Linked DNA regions of Sus scrofa: region 1 is linked to region 2. Evidence: chromatin contacts called from public Hi-C data. All regions are on one chromosome and are shown on one strand. The core of a region is the stretch at or near the end of the contact, and the rest is flanking DNA. Distances in the headings are between cores, read along the strand shown. Region 1 holds the start of DACH1 (dachshund homolog 1). Region 2 overlaps DACH1 (dachshund homolog 1).

Region 1 (5,336 bases), core at 1,551-4,050, 260 kb before region 2:
GAATTTGAAATCTGTGCTGTTCTTTATCTGCTGTTAAATACTGTTTGCCTTAATCATTGGTAATCTTTCTTGAAAAAAAAAAAAAAGGAGAGAAAAGAAATTTTAAAATTTTCCAGGTTTTTCTTTCCTATAGATTTTAATTTGCATTATATATTTTTTCTAATCCTATTGTTTGATCAAAGAGGTGAGTAGTTTCTAAAAAAAAAAAAAATGTTTAGGGATGTGAGATGGAGGGGGAGGGGGAGGAAGCTCCCATTTAGGTGTGTGTAGGGGGAATGCCCCAAGCCCTGCTTTTGAAAGGAGCAAGTGCTGAAAGGGCAGGCTTCCCTGCAGAAAATTTGGAGTTTGCTTTGAAGCTAGGTGGGATAATGGTTTGGTCTGCTATCATTACTTCCTGTCCCTGGCTTCTGAATGTGGCAGGTATGGGATGAGTGACAGTTAAAGGAAATATGAAGAATGAGAATGCTAAGGGTCGATTTAAGACATTGAATCCCCCCCCTTTTTTTTTCATTTGTGGGTAGAATTTATGAAGAAGTTAGTTTAACATTTTTAAAACCACAGCAGAGTTTATTAAAGTTCTACATGCAATTCGAAAATAAAATCAGTTTCTTAGGGCTTAATATCTTCTCCTCACCTCCACTCTTTAACATAGCAGGTTGACATTTTTTAAAAAAGGCGATATCGTCCAATACAGACATAAACATTTAAAGAAGTGTTCTGATGTATGTGATGTATATCCAGTCCTTATTTTTAACTGAAGTCAGATAAGAGGAGTGAAAATGAATATACATTATTTCTGGATATGTTAAAATACATTGGCTAACTAGGTAAAACAGCTGCATAAACTTTAGCTATCTTTGCAGAAGTTAATCTACTTTTTGGTAACAATCAATTTTCTGAGTTCTTCTGACCCAGGAAAGCTTCCTGATATAACTTCTATGCCCCCAAAAGTTTAGTATAAACTTAGACAAATTAGTCAATAGTGCCATATTTCTCTATAAATACTTCCTGCAACTTTTGGCACTCAACTTCAAAAAGGTTAAAGGATAAAAATGATAAAAAGAAATGTGAGAATAATTTCAACACTACACTGTGATCCTGGTCCTAATAATTTATTTTTAAAATCTGTCAAATGCTAAAGCATTGTTTCTATCTTGTGGAGTTGATGAATATGTGCAGACAGGTTTAAAGCCCAATTATTTAAGAATCCTAGAGATACAAACAGAGAACAGACTTGACCTATGGTCAAAAATCCTTGAATAAATAGTACCTTCATGCAACAAGTTAGAAAGGGGAAGAAAAGGAGAGAGAAAGGCAAAGAGGAAGAGAGTGAGTCTCAACCCAGCTTCATGAGGTTTTTAAGCATAGCTATCCGTTCTGCCTTTACAAGTGAACTAGTGAGCTTTGTTTGTGTTCTTTTCATTATTTACAAAACATATTTTTTACTGACAAACTGAGAAGGACCTTCCCAGAATACACTGTTACTTTTCAAATACAATATATACATCTATGTATTGTTATTCACATATCACATTAGCAACTAGCCTTGGGTCTTAAAGGACTTGAGGATTGTTGGTGTCTGTGCAAGACAGGTGAATTAGTTATGGAGTTAGGGAAGAAAAAATTAGGATGTTCTTTTTTCCCCTCCCCACTTTCTAAACCTTCGAGGGTGCCTGATCTCGAATTCTCCCAGTATAATAGACATTTCTGACCTGGCTTTGGGGCAAAAATGAAGTTATTCCGAATCATCCACATCATGGCAAGCATTTCTTTCTTTCCACAATTAGGAAATAAGGAATTGAATAGAGAGCACTCCATTATTCTTAAGCGATTTCAGACTGACTTTTCCCCCACAACTTGAAAACTCTCCTGGCGTTTTCACTATCTTTAAATAAATAATTGAATCGACAGAGAAAATAACCAGACGCATGAAACATACGCTTTGCTTCCATATGGATTTTCCTCAAAATAATTTCTTACTAATCATGAAGTGAGAGTATGTCTTTTCATTTATATCTCATTGCAAAAGCGAGCGGAGACACATCCTAAATCCTTGAAGGAGAGCTCGGAGCGCTCTGGCTCCCTTTAAGTTGGCAGCCGATTGGTTTGAAGGTTTTGGGAAAAAATTACCGGTCTTCGAGGACAAAGTGGAGTATTAAGACCGAGAATCTAGCGGTAGTAGAAGAGAAGATCTCCCTCCGCTTTTCCGATCGCCACTTGCGTGCCCCGGCTTTTCCTCTCCGTCCCTCCCTTAGTTTCTTTCCTTATCCTCCCCCTCCCCTCCTCCTTTTCTTGTTCACTCGCTTTCCCTGGGTCTCGCGCTCTCGGAGTCTCTGCTCCGAGTTCCTGGTTGGATAATTTGGGTTAATACTAGTGAGTGAGGTTTTTGCGGCTTCAAAGGGTATTTCAAGTTTCCGGAGCTCCTCCCCTCTGCACCGTGTGACAACAACAACTCGTCCAGCCGGCAGCCTGCACTTTTCAGCTCATTTTCTCTCTGTCATTCCCCTCTCAATCTTTGATCAATGTACTTGCCAGGGAGAACCCAAGTCCTTCAAACCTCCTCCTTTTCACCTTCATCCTTAACTTTGTGCTAGAGCGGGACCCACACAACAACAGCCGACCCTCCCCGCCCCCGCCCCCACCCCCCCACACCAGCCCCCGATCCCAGCCCCCGGAGAGGACTCGCATTTCGACTTGCGGGACACTTTTGTGCGTTTCTCTCCAGAGCGCCTCTCGCGCTCGCCCCTCCTGCGCTCGCTCTTTCTTACCCTCACCTCCTTTTTCTTCCCTTCTCTCCCCTTCGCCTCCTCGTCCTCTCCCAGAGTTGTTGTTGTTGTTGTCCCCTAGCTCCTTCTCCCCCCCTTTTTCCCCCTTGCCCTCCCCGGGGTGTGTGGCAACTTTTCCCCTCGCTTCTCCTCCTTCTGTTTCCCCTTATATGTGACCATGGCAGTGCCGGCGGCTTTGATCCCTCCGACCCAGCTGGTCCCCCCTCAACCCCCGATCTCCACGTCTGCTTCCTCCTCCGGCACCACCACCTCCCCCTCCTCGGCGACCTCGTCTCCGGCTCCGTCCATCGGGCCCCCGGCGTCCTCAGGGCCAACTCTGTTCCGGCCGGAGCCCATCGCTTCGGCGGCGGCGGCGGCCACAGTCACCTCCACCGGTGGCGGCGGCGGCAGCGGAGGCGGCGGCGGCAGCGCGGGCAACGGAGGCGGCGGCGGCGGCGGTGGCGGCGGCGGCGGCGGCGGTGGCGGCAGCAACTGCAACCCCAGCCTCGCGACCGCGAGCGGCGGCGGCGGCGGCATTAGCGCTGGCGGCGGCGGCGCCTCCAGCACCCCCATCAACGCGAGCACCGGCAGCAGCAGCAGCAGCAGCAGTAGTAGCAGCAGCAGCAGCAGCAGTAGCAGCAGCAGCAGCAGTAGCAGCAGCAGCTGCGGCCCCCTCCCCGGGAAACCCGTGTACTCGACCCCGTCCCCAGTGGAAAACACCCCCCAGAATAATGAGTGCAAAATGGTGGATCTGAGGGGGGCCAAAGTGGCTTCCTTCACAGTGGAGGGCTGCGAGCTGATCTGCCTGCCCCAGGCTTTCGACCTGTTCCTGAAGCACTTGGTGGGGGGCTTGCACACGGTCTACACCAAGCTGAAGCGGCTGGAGATCACGCCGGTGGTGTGCAATGTGGAACAGGTTCGCATCTTGAGGGGACTGGGCGCCATCCAGCCCGGAGTGAACCGCTGCAAACTCATCTCCAGGAAGGACTTCGAGACCCTCTACAATGACTGCACCAACGCAAGGTAAAGTGCGGGGGGCAGCCTCCGCCGCCCGAGGTCCCTTCCCACCCGCCTCCTCGCCCTTTCCTCGCTCCCTTCCCCGCGCCGCTCGCTCCGCGCGCCCGCGAGCCGCGCGCCCCGGCGAGCGCGGCCCTCTCGTCCCTTTCCTCGGGGCTCTGCGGCCGCTCCCGACCCTCAGAGAAGTTGGCACCTCACCCTGCCCAGATCTCGCTCTTCCGGCCGGGTCCGCCCCTTGCTCTCCAGGGCGCCGGGGCTCGAGTGCTGTGGCACGCGGAAACCCCAAGCTTCGGGGCCGAGGGAGCGGGAAGGAGGAGGATGATGCCTTTCCAGGGGCCACCGCGCCCTTCCTGGGCCACGCTGGCGTCTGGGGACACTTCTCCGCGCGGCTGCCCATGTACGCTCCCTGGGACCAGGGTTTCACCGAGGGGCACCCGCGGGGCTGCTCCGAGGCTCCAGGCGGCGTCCCGGGGGCGGAGGGAGGTCGTGACCCTTCTCGGTAGGGTTCGGGGAGCGGGAAGATGCCCTCCCGATGGGGGCCCCGCGAGGTAGCTTAGGGAATGGGTTGCTTGGAGGTCGGGAAGGGGACGGCCCCAGAGGCCGGGAAGCCGGGGCTATCCCAAGGGACCCGCTCGGAGTTCAGCCTCAAAGCCCCAAGGGCCAGCCCGCGGAGGGGAGGGGTCTGTGTGTGCGCGCATTTGTGCGTGTGTCCGCGTGTGAGTCTGTGCGTGTGCAAAGAAGATAAGGGGATACGTTTGCCCCGGGGCAGACGCGAGGGGACTCGCAGGGTTCCCTCTATAGGGGGAGGTGAGCGGGTGACTGAGCCTCTTGGAAGCTGAACTGGAGAGATGGGAAAGGAAGACCACATCTCGCTCTCTAGCTCTCTCTCCAAACTGTTCTTTCTTGTCTTTTTCTTTTCTTCTTTTTTTTCTTTTTTTAAGGTTAGTAGCTCACGCAATGAGCAGGTGCAGGTTTGCACTGGAATGTTCTGTGGACCTGAACACCCGGTGCCGTGGCTTCCGCAGCCCGGCAAAGCGCGCGAACCTTGGAGGCCGCGGAACCCGGAGCCCGGCCAGACCAGTTTTATGCTAATGAACGCTCACTGGGGGAGGATCTACCGAGAGGGGGCGGGAGTGGGGTAACTTTTCAGTTTCGGGGTAGAAGTGATCATTCCACTGGCGCTGATGGTTCCGTCTTGTCCCCACTGTTGGCCTCAGAGGGAAAAGTTCAGAGATGCCGGGTAAAAGCGAGTAGGGAAAGTTGGAGACTAGAAGTGAGCGCGTGGGAACTGCGCGCAAAATTTGTGCGGAGACCTCTGTACCCTCCTAATAGGTTTAAAGATCAGAAGAAGGACCAGAGTTTTACTCCTTTGTGTGTGCGCCCCTGGTAGAGCTAGGGAAACTGAGGTGGGAAGGATAAGAGGGATGGGACTAGACCGGAAGGAAACCGGGATGCAAAACCCCCAGCTGTTTCTACCTCGGAAGAGGGCTTCTGGCTGCTGTGCCCCTGGAGAGGCTGTAGGCAGAAAAAGACTTGAACTCCTACTCAGCAAAT
Region 2 (5,266 bases), core at 2,738-5,237:
GCATTATTTGAAGCACTTAGAAAAAGTATTTTAGAATCACATGGTTTAGTAACTATACAACCTAACTCTCTTATATTAAGATCATAGCATATAAGGTGTGATGTTTTATACAAAGAATAATGAGCCTGTACACTAGAATTTAAAATGGGAATTTTTAATATCAAATAGAAGACATGCAAAGTAAGGATTAAATTATCATATTGTGAAAAAGTTATGCAGGTGAACACTTTGTTTTTATGAGTATAAAGTATAGTCTGAATAAATCTATGAAAAGCTCTTTTTTAAGTGCAATTATTTGCTATAATGTGTAATTTTTCCTGCCCCTTATGTTTATTTTAATTTTAATATGAAAGAAATGATCATCCTATTTTCTTTGAAAGTGGTATAAAGGTAAAACCACAAACCTCTTGAAAGAATTCCTTTGTTCTCAATCACATGAATGTTGTTGGAACAAAATTTTGCCACCTGCCAGAGGCTTTAAAAACTAAATCAAAAGGCTCACTGCTTCAAAATACTCAGACTAAAGGTAGGCTTCTGGATGAAAATGTAATGACTAGATCATCTCATCATACATTTATTATTGTGCAGTGGAATGGATGGATCTTTTGCTACCTTTCACTAGAAAATAATTCTTAAATGGAAATGAAAATATTTAAATCATGAATAGTTGTATTATTCATTTGTCTACCAGAAAAATAGAACTGGGTTGTGAAATTAAGGGTGTCTTGCTATGTTAGTATTAAAACTTCCCAAAAGAAAAAACAAGAGGAAAAAAGATGAACTATTTCTAACACTAGTTAAAACAATTCAGTGTTAGCATGCTTCATTAACTGTTTGCATACAAGACAAAAGTGCTTTCTGATGAAGTGGAAAACCAACTTGGGACCAATTTTCCACAACATAAATTCAACACCATTCTACCTTTTGATAACTTTGTATTCAAACTACCAAGAAGGTTTTTCATATCTGTCATATCCGTAATCATTTTAATACTCCTATTTTAGATTCTCCAATCCTTGAAAACATTTCCAGTTTAGATTCTTTTTTTTTCCTGAGATAAGCTTAAGATCAGCATTTATTAATTTTTAAAATAAATTTGAATTAATTGCACCAGCATTTATTGAACTGGTTTATAAGAATCACTTCTTACATTGTAAGAAACTTGTAAACAGTATTGAAATGGACAGTTTAAACAAAATCTTGGTTTCATTCAGTTTTATCCTCTCTCTCTCAGATATGTATCTTAATGCCTGTGATGCATTAAGCATAATTGCAAATACGATCATCCTATCGGATTAGGACGTCATTTATTTTGATACCAAAAGAAGAGTTAGCACCCCTGTAAACTAGCAAAGGAAGTGGGTGCTAAGTTGGAGGAACACCATTATTGATCGTTGTGTCTGAAAATGGAGCCTCAGTGATAGATGTTTCACTTCTGCCAGACCATCACAGAATAGCTACAGAGTGCTACCAGACAGTGAAGACGTAGTGTTTAAGTTATTCACTTTGGTACATCATACTTTGTCTTCATCAGCAATGTTCAAAAATCACTTTCACTTACATAGAGTGAGAATCTGGAAGACGATTTCTGTCTTCTTCCTATCACCATATTCCTTTCTAGACTCTGCATGGGGAAAGAAAGGGACATTGTAACTCATTTTCTTCATTGATGAAAGTGGAATTTAGAGTTGGGTGAAGAGAGTAAATCAAATCTTAATTTTTCAAATGTCATAAAACATCTGTCTCAAATACTCTGAGCCAACTTTTTCATGGGAAAATATCCTTGATAAAAACTTAAGAATATTATATGAATATAATTTATTATATGGAAAGGAATCAATTTCTAATATCCACACTATAAAATAATATTTTTTCATGTTTAATATATTCAAAAAACTATGTTCACATTTATACTATGCCAAATGTTTTAATTCTTTGAATTTTAAAATATTTCTAATTACTGATCTTGTTGAGATTTAGGAGAGATTTCTCTTACCCAGATGTTTTCTTTGGCATTAAAACTCACGTCGTATTTTATTTATTTCTTTCAAAAATGAACATCAAATTGCATTAAAATAGTGTATGATTCCAAAGAGAGAATATATCCTTAATATGAAGAATATGTTGAAGCTGCAGAAGTTTAGTATTTTTAATATGCAATTATTGATTCAAGGAACTAAATACATTAAACATATAAAACATTAAATTCTTTTAATATATGGATTTTTTAATCTATGGATTTTTCTTGAACTGTTTCATGTAAATCAGGACTTTTATCAAATCAAATTTTAAATCAATCCACTACTGAGGTAACATTTTAATATAATGCTTTCGATTAAAGTGAGACACATCTATAATGGTTCTGGAATTCAGGCCGTTTTGCATAAATGCTGCTTCATACATGTCTGTATTTATAGACTACTTTGCCAATGGGGGGGGGACCTAAATGAGATCAAAGAAAGTATTTCTGTTTACTATTTTGATTAAACTACTAGTAGGCAAAATAACTCCTTTGAAAGTCCCTTTGTTTTGACTTATTAGCAGGATGTGAGGTTAGAGATGATAAGATAATGCCTTTGATGTAGGAGGAGTTAAGTGAGTGCCATTTGACACCTGGCTTCTGTAAGGTGTGGAGTTTTTAACTGGCTGAGGTAACTTCTGCATAGATACCAAGAATCAAGCTGGGACAAAATATGTTTTTATTTTTCTGTTTTATTTATAGCACTTTGATTAGTCTTAATTCATAAAAGCTCCCAAATTACTGGAAACTATAAAAACAGAGTCCCAGCACTTGGATATTTTACTTTTCCAAAGTAGTGTTTAATAGTTTGGCCTTATGAGAAACTGTCCATTCTTCTGAGTTCATAGATGACAAAGTTGGTAGAGTTACTATCAGTGTTCTGTCTTCATGGTTCTGTTAGACCTATTGAATATCAAAGAAGTTAAGTTCCACTGTGGAAGTTTAAAGATTTACCTTGTTTATGTTATTTGTCTTTTAGAATATTTAGTTCATTTTTAACATAGTAATCATTTGATTCGATGTTCCTCAATTCAGTAAGTATGTTATGGTAACTCTGCATTCAGGTTTTTAAGGTGTTATTTGAAATATAAAATAAATGAAAAATTAACCAATTTGAAAATAAAATTTGAAAATATCAATAATTACTGAAGATTGTTAAAGTACATGAAGCGGCTTTATTTTGCATTTTGCTACTCATTGAATATGCTAGCATAAAACTTTATAAGTAGAATTTTCAAAAATATATTCATTACTTTAGACAACTTTGTAAACTTATATCAACTTTCTCATAATCTGACATAATAGCTTAACTGGAAGATACCAGACATATCATCTCCATAGCTATATTTGACATTGATCAAAATATCGATATTTTCAAAGTTACTCTCAAATTCTTTTGAAAATACAAGTAGGTTTTCATTGGCTTTCATCATAAAGAAACAGCACATAATGTTCAAAATTGTATTTACTTTGGGCATAATATATATACATATCACATATATAATTTAGTTTGATTAAAACATAAATTTTGGACTAGTGTATCATTTCCAACATACAGTAGGCAATTTGTATAAAATGTTAACTGTAATAACTTTTATCCCATTTATAACTGGCCAACATATAGCATTTTAAAAGTGAACATTTGTGTAAACCAGACACTATCCTATTTTAGACTTTGCCTGAAACACAGAAAGGAGAACAAGTTATATGATTCTTAACAGGAATTCTTTAGCTCCACTATCACAGTTTTGCAGAGAGGTGCTTTCTGTTCCTAAAATAAACATTGAAAGTGGCGATGCCCAGCCCAGCCACTCAATGCACACATTTAACACTCACCAGGAGGGAAGTTTGGTGAGCTGAGCCCGCTAAGTTTTAGATCTCAGAAGGGGCTTTACACCCTGTGGTGTAGGCGCACTTCTTTCAGGGGAAAGTATGCCATTAAAATACTGCCCTCTTGCAGTGACTTTAAACCAGTGGCTGGAATTGTTTTTAGTCACCACACAGCATGATAAGCATTTTGGTATTTTCCTGGAGTCATTTACCATTTGTATACAGGTTACCATGGGGGAGGAAATCAGTTTCTTCGTGACAAGTACTATCGATTTAAATTCAGTATGTCAAAAATTATTTTCAGCTTTTGCCGTAAAAAGCAACTGTTGTGCCATGATAACTACACACATCTTTATCTACCCACTTATTTAGAAAACAAAAATGAAACTGAATTGTAGATGAAAATGTACTAAGTTAAGCAAAGAGAGACTGATCTTAACTTTTGTCAATTTGATAGCCAGTTGCATAGATGCTATTGATGATTCACTGTGAGTAGAAAGAAAGCATGTAATAGGATAAAATATATTTTACTAGTTAAAAATATTCAAAGAGCTTATTTTGACATCATGGAAACACATCCTCCATGAAAACACTGTGCGTTGTGTTATTAACTCACAGCATATGATCTCCATTTCTGCCTCCTGAGATTTCTGCCCCCGCACCCCCCCTCAAAGAAACAGTGTGGACTCACACGTTTATTATATTAATTAGAAATCACTACCTAATATAATTATTCTGGCAAGCACATGGTGAGTACTGAAAATATTATTGACAGAATTTCTCCATTTAACTCCAGTGTTAAAAAGATTTGCATGTCTAAAACTGCCTTGATTAGATATTGTTTTTTGACGACTCCGCTCAGTGTTTTGCTATATGCACATTAAGCATGAAGACTTTTAGCACGTCTGAAGTAACATCTGCTCTGTCTTTTTGTTGCTGGGTTCATGGTATAATTAGCTCTATATTTCACCAAATACAATTTTGCTCCCATGGCGGACAAAGCAGCATGAAGAAAACATAAATAATTGCAGATTAGAGAAACAGAAGGCAAAGTGGGTGTAGATGGCTTTGATAAAAAAGGGTTAAGGAGAATAGAAGGTCAGCTCATTATTAAGAAAAAAGGGAGGCAGTTAAAATTAGATATGGTCTTTGTAATTAAAGAAAATACACAGATTCTTCTTTGAACAATGTTTCCTATCTGGCCAAATAGTTTAGTGACTTGCAATGTTGTAGTTAGTTTCATATTTATTTAGAAAACACTTTGAGAAATATTCATGCTTCCATACACAAAATGAAATTTAGTTACTAGAGGGAATCTTGAGACGATGTAGGAGGCTGCGTGTTGTTTCCCAGGGTGTAAAGCACACTTTTTTTGATAGTACCACTTTTACAGACTCACTAGCTCAGGGAAACCTG

The links. Hi-C and Micro-C count contacts between places; a contact is called where the count stands out from the background.
Region 1: a Hi-C map of subcutaneous adipose tissue shows a contact between it and region 2, with 2.0 times the contacts expected there. The contact joins the promoter of DACH1 here to the enhancer-like site in region 2. A contact is called at or near these places in 3 of 5 promoter capture datasets (fetal liver and liver), 8 of 47 Hi-C or Micro-C datasets (embryonic fibroblasts, heart right ventricle, mesenteric adipose tissue and 3 more) and 1 of 2 datasets of contacts at active chromatin or transcription factors (skeletal muscle).

What each region holds. Positions count from the first base shown.
Region 1 is chr11:44,185,230-44,190,565 of Sscrofa11.1, reverse strand. It overlaps DACH1 (dachshund homolog 1), which reads left to right and starts at 2,800. Exons shown (of 11, transcript XM_001924267.6): 1 at 2,800-3,788. The coding sequence starts at 2,944. It overlaps LOC106505309 (a long non-coding RNA gene), which reads right to left and starts at 4,179. Exons shown (of 3, transcript XR_002336559.1): 1 at 3,981-4,179.
Region 2 is chr11:43,924,557-43,929,822 of Sscrofa11.1, reverse strand. All of the region lies in intron 3 of DACH1 (dachshund homolog 1), which reads left to right. Among named protein-coding and RNA genes, the nearest start is that of DACH1, 260 kb to the left of the region's middle. Within about 2 kb of position 3,987, at least 13 of the 83 cell types and tissues checked have an H3K27ac peak or open chromatin away from gene starts, as enhancers often do. A contact at or near this core is called in subcutaneous adipose tissue, where this site is marked.